Regions from separate parts of the Mus musculus genome. Here regions 1, 2 and 4 are each linked to region 3. A link is a contact called in public promoter capture Hi-C data. All regions are on one chromosome and are shown on one strand. Each heading gives the region's core, a stretch centred on a gene start, on an enhancer-like site or on the middle of the called end of the contact. The rest is flanking DNA. Distances are from core to core; before and after follow the strand shown.

Evidence for each region. Promoter capture Hi-C pulls out the DNA fragments that hold promoters and counts their contacts.
Region 1: a promoter capture Hi-C map of liver shows a contact between it and region 3, with 2.2 times the contacts expected there. The contact joins the promoter of Pbk here to the promoter of Fzd3 in region 3. A contact is called at or near these places in 4 of 39 promoter capture datasets (embryonic stem cells, liver and pre-B cells) and 1 of 115 datasets of contacts at active chromatin or transcription factors (astrocytes).
Region 2: a promoter capture Hi-C map of hippocampal neurons shows a contact between it and region 3, with 2.8 times the contacts expected there. The contact joins the enhancer-like site here to the promoter of Fzd3 in region 3. A contact is called at or near these places in 8 of 39 promoter capture datasets (the 3T3-L1 cell line, the HPC-7 cell line, HPC-7-derived erythroid cells and 4 more), 9 of 484 Hi-C or Micro-C datasets (B cells, cortical neurons, embryonic stem cells and 1 more) and 1 of 115 datasets of contacts at active chromatin or transcription factors (embryonic stem cells).
Region 4: a promoter capture Hi-C map of hippocampal neurons shows a contact between it and region 3, with 2.6 times the contacts expected there. The contact joins the promoter of Ephx2 here to the promoter of Fzd3 in region 3.

The regions. Positions count from the first base shown.
Region 1 is chr14:65,804,618-65,807,833 of GRCm38.p6, forward strand. Pbk (PDZ binding kinase) reads left to right here and starts at 1,294. Exons shown (of 8, transcript NM_023209.2): 1 at 1,294-1,517.
Region 2 is chr14:64,614,962-64,618,128 of GRCm38.p6, forward strand. No RefSeq gene overlaps it. Among named protein-coding and RNA genes, the nearest start is that of Gm36924, 8.0 kb to the right of the region's middle. Within about 2 kb of position 1,515, at least 3 of the 459 cell types and tissues checked have an H3K27ac peak or open chromatin away from gene starts, as enhancers often do. A contact at or near this core is called in hippocampal neurons, where this site is marked.
Region 3 is chr14:65,261,047-65,264,375 of GRCm38.p6, forward strand. Fzd3 (frizzled class receptor 3) reads right to left here and starts at 1,417. Exons shown (of 7, transcript NM_021458.2): 1 at 1,286-1,417.
Region 4 is chr14:66,123,059-66,125,955 of GRCm38.p6, forward strand. It overlaps Ephx2 (epoxide hydrolase 2, cytoplasmic), which reads right to left and starts at 1,464. Exons shown (of 19, transcript NM_007940.4): 1 at 1,277-1,464. The coding sequence starts at 1,377.

The DNA of each region.
Region 1 (3,216 bases), core at 44-2,543, 540 kb after region 3:
CCCCCCCCCCCCCCCGCCAGAAAGAAAAGGAGCTGTAGCCAACTCTCCTCCCAACTCCTCCCAACTCTTCCCAACTCCTCCCAATTCCTCAGCTAGCCCCCTACTGTCACCACTCAGGGTCGAACTCCCCTGCCCTACATGGCAGAGGGACTTTGTCCTCAGCTAGCTGATAATAAAACCTCTTGCAGTTTGCATCAGGTGTGGTTTTCTCTCGGGCCACTGGGGTGCTGGCCAGCTCATCCCGGGACTTGAGCGGAGGCCCAGCTTCGGGGGTCTTACAAGATAATGTCAGTAGACAAATGAGTGTGTTAATGTATATAAACACATGAATACATACGTGTCATGCCACTGTGTGTACTTCTGTCTTCATAAAGAAGATGTCCCTATCTATCTGGCCTCAGACTGGTTGAATTTCTTTAACCGTTTGAAGAGGTCACAATGCGGCACAGAGCGTTCCTGTTGAGGAGGCCTCTTGGTGCTTCTTGTATTACATTGTATGTTTTCTTTTTTAAGGTATCACATGGTCTCTGAGCCACATAGTAGGTATGGGAATGTCTTCCTGTTCTCCTAAACTTAATTCATTTTTCTTGTAGAGAACACAGTAGATTATGTTATGCAGTGGGCACTCAAGTGCAGATACCTGACACCCAGTAGGTGCTCTGAAAATATTTGTTAAGTAGACTGTGGTAATTCCAAGAATTAACAAAACTGGGCCAGTGAGATGGCTCAATGAGGATAAGAGCTTGCTGCCAGAGCCTGGCCTTCTGATTTAGATCTCAGGAATCTAAGGAGGGAAGGAGGGAGCCAGTTTCTGCAGTTGTCCTCTGATCTTCCCATGTGGGTAGCAGAAACACACACACACACAAACACACTAACACAGCAATAATTTTTTAAGTTAGCAAAATTTCAAAATATTCTATATTTATTCTCAGCCTCAAATAATGAAAATCTACACATTTCTAATTAGTGTTTTAAGGACACATATATCTGCAATAAAACTTCCTAGTTGCATATTCTGAGCAGTGTTTGTAATTTGGGTAATTTGCCTTCAAAACAGATATATATTTTGTTTTTCCGCCAGCATCTGTCTGACACTTGCTATGTCTTTCTAGCCATCGCTCTGGAAGATTTCTTCTTTTAGGACTAAATCAAACCTGGAAACTCCAGTAAACCTGGGAGGACTGTGCGAACGCGTGAGTTTTGACCCTAGTGCCGCCCCGTAGTCTTCTGGCGGGACCTTTGAAAAAGCGTGCTTCTTACACACCGCGGCGGTTACTGCGAGTGTTGGCGGGAGGGAGCTGTTCCTGCATTTTCTGGAGCGAGTCTTCTGACTGCTTTTAGTTAGAACTCCAGTGCCCCTCGGCGGGCCGCGGCCTTTGAAAATGCGCGCGCCCTAAACGCTGCGGCGGTTACGCTGTTGGCGGGAGGGAGCTGAGCCTGCACTTTCCGGACTAGGTGTCCAGACAGCTTTGAGCCAGCCCGTCACTTTCACCTTTTTACCCGAGCGTGCGAGCGTGGTAAGGGAAAGCCTGGCCGACTCGAAGGTGGTTGGCAGACTGGGGGTCAGGGGTGGAGCATCGAGGACCTGAGGGGAGGGTCGCGGACGGGAGGGACGGGGACGAGAGGGAGGCTGCCTCCACTGGAGGACCTGGAGGAGATCTGCGGGGAAGAACAGCAAACTGAGGGTACACAGCGGCTAGGGGAGGACCCAGGGAGATAGTGGATGGAGAATAGGGGAACCCCTTGGAGCCATCGCACACCTCCAAGCCCCTGACCCTGAGCTCCTTTATCGCGGAAAGTTTGGGGGTTCAGGGAGAAAGTCACTCCCTTCCCCATGAAGGAGGAGGGGGGTGGGGGTGGGGGGAGGATTTCTCTGCTTTTAAGGTGAGGCCACAGTAGAAAAGTGGCCTGTGGTAGGGCAGTGACTCATTGGGTACAGTCTGTGCCCAGCATGCATGCAGCCCTGGGATCCATCTTCAGGACCCCAAAACCTGGAAGCAGTAGTGAGTGCCTGGGGTCCCAGTAACTAGGGAATGGAGACCAAAGAAAGGACAGGGAATATGGCTGTGGGTAGAGTTTTATACATGGGATTACTGGTATTAAAAAAAATATGTTTACATGCTTATATGAAAATTCATAGTGAAACTCGAAATCATGTAGAGTTAGCATATGCTAATAAAAAGATACTTTTGAAAAGCCAAGCAGTGCTAATATTATAAAGTTATGGGTGGGGGACGCTGGAGTCTTGATTCATTGGTTAGAGCCTGCAGGGCTTTTGCAAAGGCCCTGAGCTGGTTGCCAGCACCCATGTGGAGTGGCTCACAAACAACTACATGTCATTCCAGAGGAGGCCATCCTTCACTTCAGGCTCCTGTACTGTTGTGCATAGACCACCCACCCCTGCCACACACACATAGGTGATGGAAGGTGTATAATGAAAAGTCAAATCTTTTTTTTGTTTTGTTTTGTTTTTTCGAGATAGGGTTTCTCTGTGTAGCCCAGGCTGCCCTGGAACTCACTCTGTAGACCAGGCTGGCCTTGAACTTAGAAATTCACCTGCCTCTGACTGGAGTACTGGGATTAACGGTGTGCGCCACCACGCCCCTGGGAAAAGTCAAATCTTAAATAAGCAGTTCTCATGGTAACCAAGCATGTGACCTCAGTGCTTGGGGATTGAAGCAGGAGTATGTCGTGTTGGATGTCAGCTTGGTGTACACAGCCAGTTCAGGGTAGTCTAAGTAATGGGGAGACCCACATAAATGGGGCTTAGAAAGCCCATCAATAGATGCCCCAGCTCTGTCAGATGTGCCCTTTGAACCCCAAGCCTAAAGGTGATATGGGTTAAAGAAAGTATAGTTATTTAACAATTAATGCCTATGGAATGTATATGCAGATCTACGACAGTATAGACTAAGGCTCTATCTCAGCCAGGAAAGAAAAGTCCCATTAGACAACTGAGCTGGGCGGGACGTAGGATATTTTGGTACAAACAGGGTAAGTGGAAGAGAGGCATTTTTGAGTGTCCAGAATATGAGGGAATGCTGAAATGTTTAAGCCTAGGTATTTTTTTGTTGTTGTTGTTGTTTTGTTTTTTGTTTTTTTGAGACAGGGTTTCTCTGTGTAGCCCTGGCTGTCCTGGAACTCACTTTGTAGACCAGGCTGGCCTCGAACTCAGAAATCCACCTGCCTCTGCCTCCCAAGTCCTAGGATTAAAGG
Region 2 (3,167 bases), core at 265-2,764, 650 kb before region 3:
TCCGCCCTTCCCAGCAGGGCTTGGGTTACCAATATTTGCATGCGCACACAGAGATTTCCCTGGACCGTGGGGCTCCAAACTCAGATCCTCATGCTTGAGCCCTGAGCATTGACCTACAGAGCCATCTCTCCAGGCCAAGGCAGTGCCTCTGCACTGTGCCATCCCGGAGAGCCATATGCATGCCACTAACCAGGCAAGAGGTCCAAAGCGTACTCGAAAATCTTTAAGTCATAAAACACTGGGGGCATCACAGCATGCAAACAAAATCCAAAGCCCTAGAGTCAGAAAAATTAGATTTAGCCCCCCCTTTCTGGTACCCAACCATGGTGACGTGGCTGAGTTCTTTTTCTTACTGGCTAAACTCCAATGATAATTTCAATTTCAAGGTTGCTTGGGGTCAAATGCAGTGATGTGTATAAAGGGCTGAATTATAATTAGTATTTAATAACTCTAGGGTTCTTTCTAAAGGTTGTTAAGTATGGTGTGTGTGTGTGAGAGAGAGAGACAGACAGACAGACAGACAGACAGACAGACAGAGAGACAGAGAGAGAGAAAGAGAGAGAGGTGGTATGGTGGAGGTATGGATGTGAGTGTGGATGTGTGATATATGTATATATGATGTGTATATATAGTATGTGTGGAGTGTGTGTGTGGTGTATATGGGATATATGTGTGTGGTGGTGGCGTATGTGTGTATTTATGTGTGGGTAGTATTAGTAACAGAAACATTTACCCTGAAAATTATTATGTTGAACAGATTTACTTTCATTGAAAAGGATAGAATCGGCCGGGCAGTGGTGGTGCACGCCTTTAATCCCAGCACTTGGGAGGCAGAGGCAGGCGGATTTCTGAGTTCGAGGCCAGCCTGGTCTACAAAGTGAGTTCCAGGACAGCCAGGGCTACACAGAGAAACCCTGTCTCGAAAAAACAAAAAAAGAAAGAAAAAGAGAAGGACAGAATCACCTTCTTTCCTAGGCCGACAACGGACATCGGCACAAAGTTGGAGTACTGCAAGCATTATTTTTGACTATCCATAAGCCACCAAAAAAATATGTGTTATCTAAGTTATAGCTTCAAACTAAGATCTCTGCAAGTTATCTGCAGTGTGCAAAGAAGATTGGCAGCCCACGGATGCTCCTGGCCTCATCTGCCGGAGCTTGAGGACAAATAGAGTATCTCAGAACACCAGATGACTCCCCAGATCGCTTGCCTCCTGTGCTGGGGTAAACCCGAGCGGCTTCTTGTAATCTCTGGGCTAGGAAACAGCACCCTTGGGTCTGCTCTTGAGCACGGACCACGGTAATTTTAAATACAAGGCAGCGCTTTACAATCAAACAAACCCAGATGGACAGCTCGCCCCAAGCCAGCTCTACAACCAGGACACAGATTTGTAAAGGAAAAGACAGCCAAGGCAGTTACAAAAAAACGAAAACAACCAGGGAACAAAGAGTCCCAGACTAGAAAGCCATCTAGCATTCTGCTACCCACTAAGCAGCGCATGCGCGTTGGGTTGGCAGACACCGGCTGGAGAAGGACTATAACCTGAAGGCCGTCCACAGTGGGGAGGACTATGCTCCCTCACAGCCCATTCCATCTTTTCTCTGTCCTGTCAAACATGAGGACCCCCTTTTACCAACAAGGTAGGACAAACGCAGACACGGGTTGTCTGAGACGTTCGTTCCTCTGAAACACTGCAGCTCCAGACTCTTATCAGTCTAGTCCTGATAGGCCTTCTACCTGTCTAACTTGCAAGCGCTCACTGTTAAACCATGTGTCTGTTGACCAAATATTTTTGTTTGTTGATTTTGAGACTGGTCTTGATTTCACTACAACCAAAGATAACTCTGTCTCCTGAGTGCTGCAATTACAACTTGTGCTCTTCCAGAGGACCCAGGTTCAATTCCTAGAACCCACAAAGTGGATCACAACCAACTGTAACCCCAACTCCAGGGGATCTAATGGCTTCCTCTGACCTCCAAAGAGGCATGGTGCACAAACATATATACAGGCAAAACACCCATACACATAAAATACATTTTTAAAAAAAATAAATACTTAAGGGACTTGAGAGATGGCTCAGCAGTTAAGAGCACTGACTGCTCTTCCAGAGGTCCTGAATTCAATTCCTAGTACCCATATTGTGGCTCACAACCATCTATAAAGGGGTCTGATGCCCTCTTCTGGCATGCAGGTATACACACAGATAGAGTACTTGAGTACAACAAAAAAGTACATAAATTAAACAATATTTTTAAAAGTTAAATAGCTAAGAGGTTGGAGCAGCTCAGTGTGGTGGCAGACACACTTGTTTGTTTGTTTGTTTGTTTGTTTGTTTGTTTCTGTAGGGTCTCTCTACATAGTCCTGACTGTCCTGGAACATATATATTATGTACATCAAACTAGCCTAGAACTCATGGAGATCTACCTACGTCTGCTTCCAAATGCTGAGATTAAAGGCATACACTGCCAAGTGGAGGCTGGTGGTCCACTCCTTTAATCCCAGCACTCAGATGTAGAAGCAGGTTGATCTCTGCATTCAAGACCAGTCTGGTCTATATAGCAAGTTCTGAGGTTGCATTGTAAGGTCCTGTCTCAAAAAGAAGAAAGAAAAGAAGAAAAAAAAAAGGAATGGAAAGGAAAGAAGAGAAGAGAAGAGAAGAGAAGAGAAAAGAAAAGAAAAGAAAAGAAAAGAAAAGAAAAGAAAAGAAAAGAAAAGAAAAGAAAAGGGCCCCATAGCACCCTTGGATAGCAAAGGCATTTATTTGGTGGTGCTCTCTAACACATTCTTTGACACATGTTGCAGGGGAGAGATGAAGTGGTTTCAGCAAAACAACGTGTGTTAGGGAAATGGAAATGCTGGCTCAGACCAACAACAGAGGGGAGTTAATGTCATTTCCCCCATCGACCAGATTGTATGCCTTTCTGTGGGGTAGGGACCCTGTCATACAGTCTATGAATCCCAATACTGACTAACATTTCTGCTGCTCTTTAAGTAATTCCAAACTTAACTTGACACCTCAAATCGAACCATGTGGAACAAACTCCCTCTTCCTCACTCTCACACCCACATCCTGCTAATTACAGGACAGTCAGTGATGTAATGAAACAATGGTCCAACCCAGTCTCCAAACCTAGCCAGCCCCTGGTCAACCCTACCTGGGTTACTA
Region 3 (3,329 bases), core at 167-2,666:
GTCTTATCGCCTCCTTTCTTTTTGAGAAAGTGGTCCACTACACAGCCTATTCTGGCCTGTAACTTTCGGAGATTCTCTTGCTTTAGTTTCCGATTACTCAAATTACAGGCATGAGCCATTATCATGCACAACTTGAGTACCCGCTTCTTAATACACAACTAGATTTATCTAGTCCTCTTCTAGCCCATTATGCCCAGTAGACCACCGAGGACCAAAGCAGGCTGAGAAGGGAGGTGGCATCCTTAAGCCCAGCTGGTCTTTGTTTCCCTGCTCTCATGTACTGGTTTTGCAAAGCAACCCAATTCCCATCAACAAACATTCTGGATGTACTGAAGGACTTTCCCACCGTGAGATTTAAGCTGGTGCGTCTGTTCGGCAGTCTGAGAAATTCAGAAGGGAGCTAAAAATTGTGATTCTATCATTGGGCGAAAACCCAGACCTCTCGAGACGTTTTTCAACTTTAAGTCTCTTCTGCCTAATTAATGGCATGTGCTTTTGTTCTTTTTCTACCCACAAGAGGGAAAGAATAGGAAAAGGGAGGAGAAAAGAAAAATGAAAAAGCCCTCTCCTCTTCCCTTGAGGAAGTCCCTACCTCCAAGAGTCCCAAGATGCGAAAAGCCTATGGGATGTTTACAACCTTAACGTTACCCGCATCTCAGTGCCTTTATTCCAGAGGCTAGGAATTCACGCCGCATCCCAGGGCAAATCTGCCGACCCCGAGTCCCCACCGCGGGGGTACCTGGGGAGCGCGCGGCGCTGGGAGCCTCCGACTTTGCAAACTGATGGGCAGCAAGGGACAACTTTTGGGCGCTGGGTGTCAGGGGTCGGCCGGGGGCTGCAGGGAAGCAGCGGCGCCGGAGCTCGGCGCATCGTCCTCCCGCCCACGCCCCCGCGGCGCCGAGCGCAGAAACCGGCTGGGCCCGGCCTCGCTCCCCGCAGGCGACCGGCGCGGGGACCCGCCGCGTCCACACTCGCACAGGTTGCCCGGCGCGGGCGGGACGTACCGGCCCCGCCGCTTTCCCAGGGCATCCTCGCTTAGAGCGGCCGCGGCCCCGAACTCCGCGCCGCCCACTCCGACCCGGCTCCGGCCGGGCCGCTCGCCAGCCGCAGCTCCGCGCCCGCCTCGGCAGCGCCGGCCTCGGGCTTTTGTTCGGCCGCGACGCGAGCAGCGAGCGCCGCCTGACGAGGGGCGGCTGGGCTGGGGCAGGCGCCTCGGCGCTCTCCACACGCAACGCTCCTCTCCCGCCCTCCCGGCCCCGGAGGAAACGTCGGCCGCACGACTCACCTCACCGCCGGCCTCCGGGCTCTCCCGGGCAGCGCCGCTGGCCCCGCAGGCAGCCGCGCGTCCCTCAGGTTCCCCGAGCGGCCGAGGACCGCAGGCGCGCCGAGCCTTCGCGAGCGTCGAGGCGCGCGGCCCGGGGAGGGAGGTGCGCGCGCACGTGCCGCGCATGCGCGCTACGGTCAGCCTCCTATCCAGCTCCTGGCTGTGCAGCGCTGACCGGCTTCGTTGTTCTCAGCCTGGCGTCCTAGGTGATAGTGACGTCTTGAGCGCCGCGCGTCGGTTTGGTGGTTCCCAGCGCTGGAGGCATTCATCCAACATGTGCCCAGTCCTTCTTGCAAAGTCCGCCTGAGCCAAGTTCTCAGTGCGGGTCCAGTGCGGAAGCCAGTGTGCCAACCTCGGACCTCGGGGACTCACGGTGAAGGGTAGTGCCGCGCACAGGTAGCAAGGGACACCCGGTCTGTTGCAACGCTGCACTCTGACCGGCGAAGCAGGTGCACACTTCGCGTCCTCTCCACCGAGACCTTACTATAAACAGACGGAGCTTGTGCTCGCTGGTGACATGCCTCATCTTCCGCTTAGAGGGCTCCCCACTCCCTTTGCTATATGCACGGCTTGAGGAGCTGAAAGATTTCTTTAGAGGTCATCTAAACACAATTTTATTTTTTCCCAACAGGGAGAAGAACTCTCAGAAAGGTTGGATGTCTTACTTAGTCACACAGCATTTTAATGGAAGAGCCTGTATTCAATTAATCGTGATTGCGTTTCTCTTTGTTACAGGGTTTTACCTATCTTTCTTTTTGTCCATCTTCAACTTAGAGTCCATGGCTTCATTTGGTTCTCTTGGTAGCTCACAGGACATACAGCAACGTTGGCCCTGTTGCAAGTGATTGTACTTGACACTACTGACCCTTATGTTTATAAATGGCTACGGTGAGAACATATGGGCTGAAGATACAGTTCTGTTGGTAAAACATTTGCTATACAAGCGGAAGAACCTGAGTTACATCCCCAGAACCCACAAAACAACAACAACAACAAAATAACAACAACAAAATCAGTCCTAATAGCAGGCACTTGTGGTCCCAGTGCTGGGGAGGTGGAGCCAGGGTGGGTCCTGGGGCTAGCTAGTCACTCAGCCTAGCCCATTTGGTGAATCCCCAGGCCAGTGAAAGATTTGTCTCAAAAAACTAGGTGGAGAGCAACTGACTAACACACCTGTAGTTGACCTCTGGCCCATAGGTGTACAGAGAGACAGATAACAAGAGACAGAGTCAGATATAATTTTTAAAAGGTTCTCAGGTAATTTAGTGAATGCTGAAAAGTCTTGTGCTCAGGTCAGTCTCACATCAGAATTGACAGAATTTGATAGGCCAGCGTGATAAACAAAATCTGAAATAGCAATTTCCACTTTCCTTATTGGCACTTGTGCAGCAACATTTTCAGGACAATAATGTTGATTCTTAGGGCCATTCCAGGCAAATCAGCATGCCCCAGGGACCCAGTGGTGTCTCTTGATGAGAGTAAATGAAGAGGCAGGTGGTATATGGGGGTGGAGGAGAAACTTTGTCATAGCTTTATGTAGTGCTAGATCCCCATTACTAAGGCACTGGAAATGTGCTTGCAGGAGCCTTCTTACTCAGTGTACACAGTACGCTATAAAAACAGACACAGGCCACGCCACTGCTCACATCAGCAGATGGGGATGACACAGACACAATTACAAATATATCAACATCGTCAGGTCCCATAAATAAATACAATACTTAGCAGAAAAGGAAACTGCTATATATAAGTGGTAGTACATCTTTAAAAACTGTCAAGAATAAATCACTTGTAAGAGTGAACATATATGCCGGGCAGTGGTGGTGCATGCCTTTAATCCTAGCACTTGGGAGGCAGAGGCAGGTGGATTTCTGAGTTCAAGGCCAGCCTGGTCTACAGAGTGAGTTCCAGGACAGCCAGGGCTACACAGAGAAACCCTGTCTCGAAAAACAAAAACAAACAAACAAACAAAACAAAGAGTGAACATATATATAATGAAACTGTC
Region 4 (2,897 bases), core at 214-2,713, 860 kb after region 3:
AGAGTGATCTTTCATTTTTTTTTTAATTTTTTTAAAAATAAATATGTTTTCCTCCTTTCTGATTATAAAACATCTTTTTTAAACTGAAAGTTTGGAAAATAAAAAGAGAAAAAAGTAGAAAAAAATTATACATGAACTCAGATACAATGAATGATGTCTGGATCTTTAAAAAATTATTGTTATTACTTCTTAAATTACATGTAGCTGGGTGGTGGGGGTGCCTTTAGTCTCAGCACTTAGAAGGCAAAGACAAGCGGCTCTTTTGAGTTCGAGGCTAGACTGCTCTATAAAGCTAGTCCCAGGACAGCTAGGGCTACACAGAGAAACCCTGTCTTAAACAATGGCCTTAAATTATGTGTTTGTGTGTGCATCTGTGCATACAGGTATCATAAGACGTCAGAAGGGGGAGTCAGATCCGCCGGAGCCGCCTGACTTGGTTGCTGGGCCTCAAAAGTTCAGCAAGAACACCTTTCTTTCTTTCTTTCTTTCTTTCTTTCTTTCTTTCTTTCTTTCTTTCTTTCTTTCTCTTTCTTTCTTTCTTGTTTGTTTTTGTGTTTTGCTTTTTTTTTTTTTTTCGAGACAGGGTTTCTCTGTGTAGCCCTGGCTGTCCTGGAACTCACTCTGTAGACCAAGCTGGCCTCAAACTTAGAAATTCGCCTGCCTCTGCCTCCCAAGTGCTGGGATTAAAGGCGTGTGCCACTATTGCCCTGCTCTTCCAAAGGTCCTGAGTTCAAATCCCAGAAACCACATGGTGGCTCGAAAGAGCACTTTCTTAACTTTAGTCGTCTCTCCAGTCCCATGTCTGGATATTTTGATATATTTATTCCAGACATTTTCTACTGTTTCCTGCTTCCTCCCTCCTCGGTCTGAATCAGAGCTACTACTTTCTGATATTAGTGACTGCCTCCCAGGTTCCCGTTTCCCTGGGCTGTGGGACATTTCTGTAACCTGCTCTTGCACTAGTTCTCCTATAACGCTGGCCTAGGACTGAACTTTCTTGTAAATCGCGGCGGGTATTTTAAAGACCCAGTTCAGTAGCATTAATCCGGCAGCAAATGGTAATAACGCCTCTTTTCATGAAGGAGTTTTTTTTTAAAGCAAGTTTTAATTACTTAGCATTTAGAAGGGCAATAGATCTACTCGTGCACGCTGGCATTTTAACACCAGGTAATGATTTTGATCTTGCCCAGGCTCACCTGGAAAGCAATTTGAAACCTGGGCTGGACGTATGGACAGGGCACCAGGCGGGACACTGACCCAGCGCGGCTCCCCTTACCTAGGCAGTGCCAGGGCCTCTTCGCTGCGGCGGAAAGCCCCGGCGATAGAGGGGAGGGCCAGCACTCCGTCAAGGTCGAACGCGGCTACACGCAGCGCCATGGCGGCCCGGGCTGCAGCGTCAAGCTGACACAGACACGAAGCTGGAAGGCTGTGGCCTAGAGTGGGGAGGCTGGCTGTGGGAACCTAAGATTAGGGTCGTGCCAATCTCAGCACCGCCCCTCGCCCCGCCCCGCCCCGCCCCGCCCCGCCCAGTACTGACACTGCCCTGCCTACTGATCAGCTGCCTAGCCCGGAGCTTCTTGCTGGATGTCCCACCCAAGTGTCAATCCTGGTCTTGGCCACTTTTTCCTCCTTAGCCTAAGGACTAGAAACCCTGCCAAGGCTCCCCAATTCTCAGACTTTGACCGTTTGGAAACAGGCTTGGTATGGGGAGAGAGGGGTCTTGAGGAGGCAGGTTGGAGGAGACGGAATATTCTAAACATTTTCTCCTTCAGTATTTGGTCTTGATTGGCATATCCCATGTATGTTGGGATCTGTGGACCCTCTTCTCTAAATGTGGTCCACATCTTTGCAACCCCCTCACATCTGCCTGCTTCTTCTAGCAGTGTTTCTGGAATGCAAGACAGCCTCCTGTCTTGGTGTGCTAACCCAGAATACTTTTTCTCTTGAGGATTAAAAGAAATTAATCGAGTCTGTTTCCTTTTTCTACACTGTATTGTTTAAAAGTGAGCTGGGCTTCTTGGAGGTTTCTGGAACCTTCCTGCCCCTTGGCCCAGTGCTCTCCCTAGTTAAGAGAAAAAAGAGAAACCTCCTCTACTAATGAGTTAATTAACAAATCCACCGTTTAGTCCAAGGCTGTTGTGAAAGACTGCCTCCCTTACTGAAACCGGGAATTGGCTTCTTCCTTTGCTCTGGTTGCTGCGTGTTAGGTGGTGGGAAATGGCCCTACTGTGGGTTAATTTTTGTGAGTCTTTCAGACACTTCCTCTTCTTGCCTCAAGTCTTGTCTGGGGCAGTTTGTGTTTTCTGAGATTCACACCTAAGAAATGGAAAGTGGCTGAAAATGTGGGGGTGTTGCCCTGAGAACAGAAAGGGTCTTTTGAGAGTGCCTGTAGTGGATGGAGTGTTTAAGAAATAAACGAGATAGCTGGGCATGGTGGTGCACTTGGGAGGCAGAGGCAGGCAGATTTCTGAGTTCGAGGCCACAAAGTGAGTTCCAGGACAGCCAGGGCCATATAGAGAAACCCTGTCTTGAAAAACTGAAGAAAAAAAAAAGAAAGAAAGAAAGAAAGAAAGAGAGAGAGAGAGAGAGGGAGGGAGGGAGGGAGGGAGGGAGGGAGGGAGGGAGGGAGGGAGGGAGGAAGGAAGGAAGGAAGGAAGGAAGGAAGGAAGGAAGGAAGGAAGGAGATGGTCCTGGGCCTGAAGACAGAACGAGAGAGAACGTGAGCTGGGTATGGTCCCGTCTGCCTGTAATTCCAGCATTCCAGATGCAGAGGTAGAAGGCTCAAGCACTCAGTGTTAACCTCAGCTGCATATATAAGCTTGTATACAAACTCTTAAATAAGTCTCTGATTTGACAGACTTTCCTTTGAGTTCCAGATTTGCACATCCAACAACTTT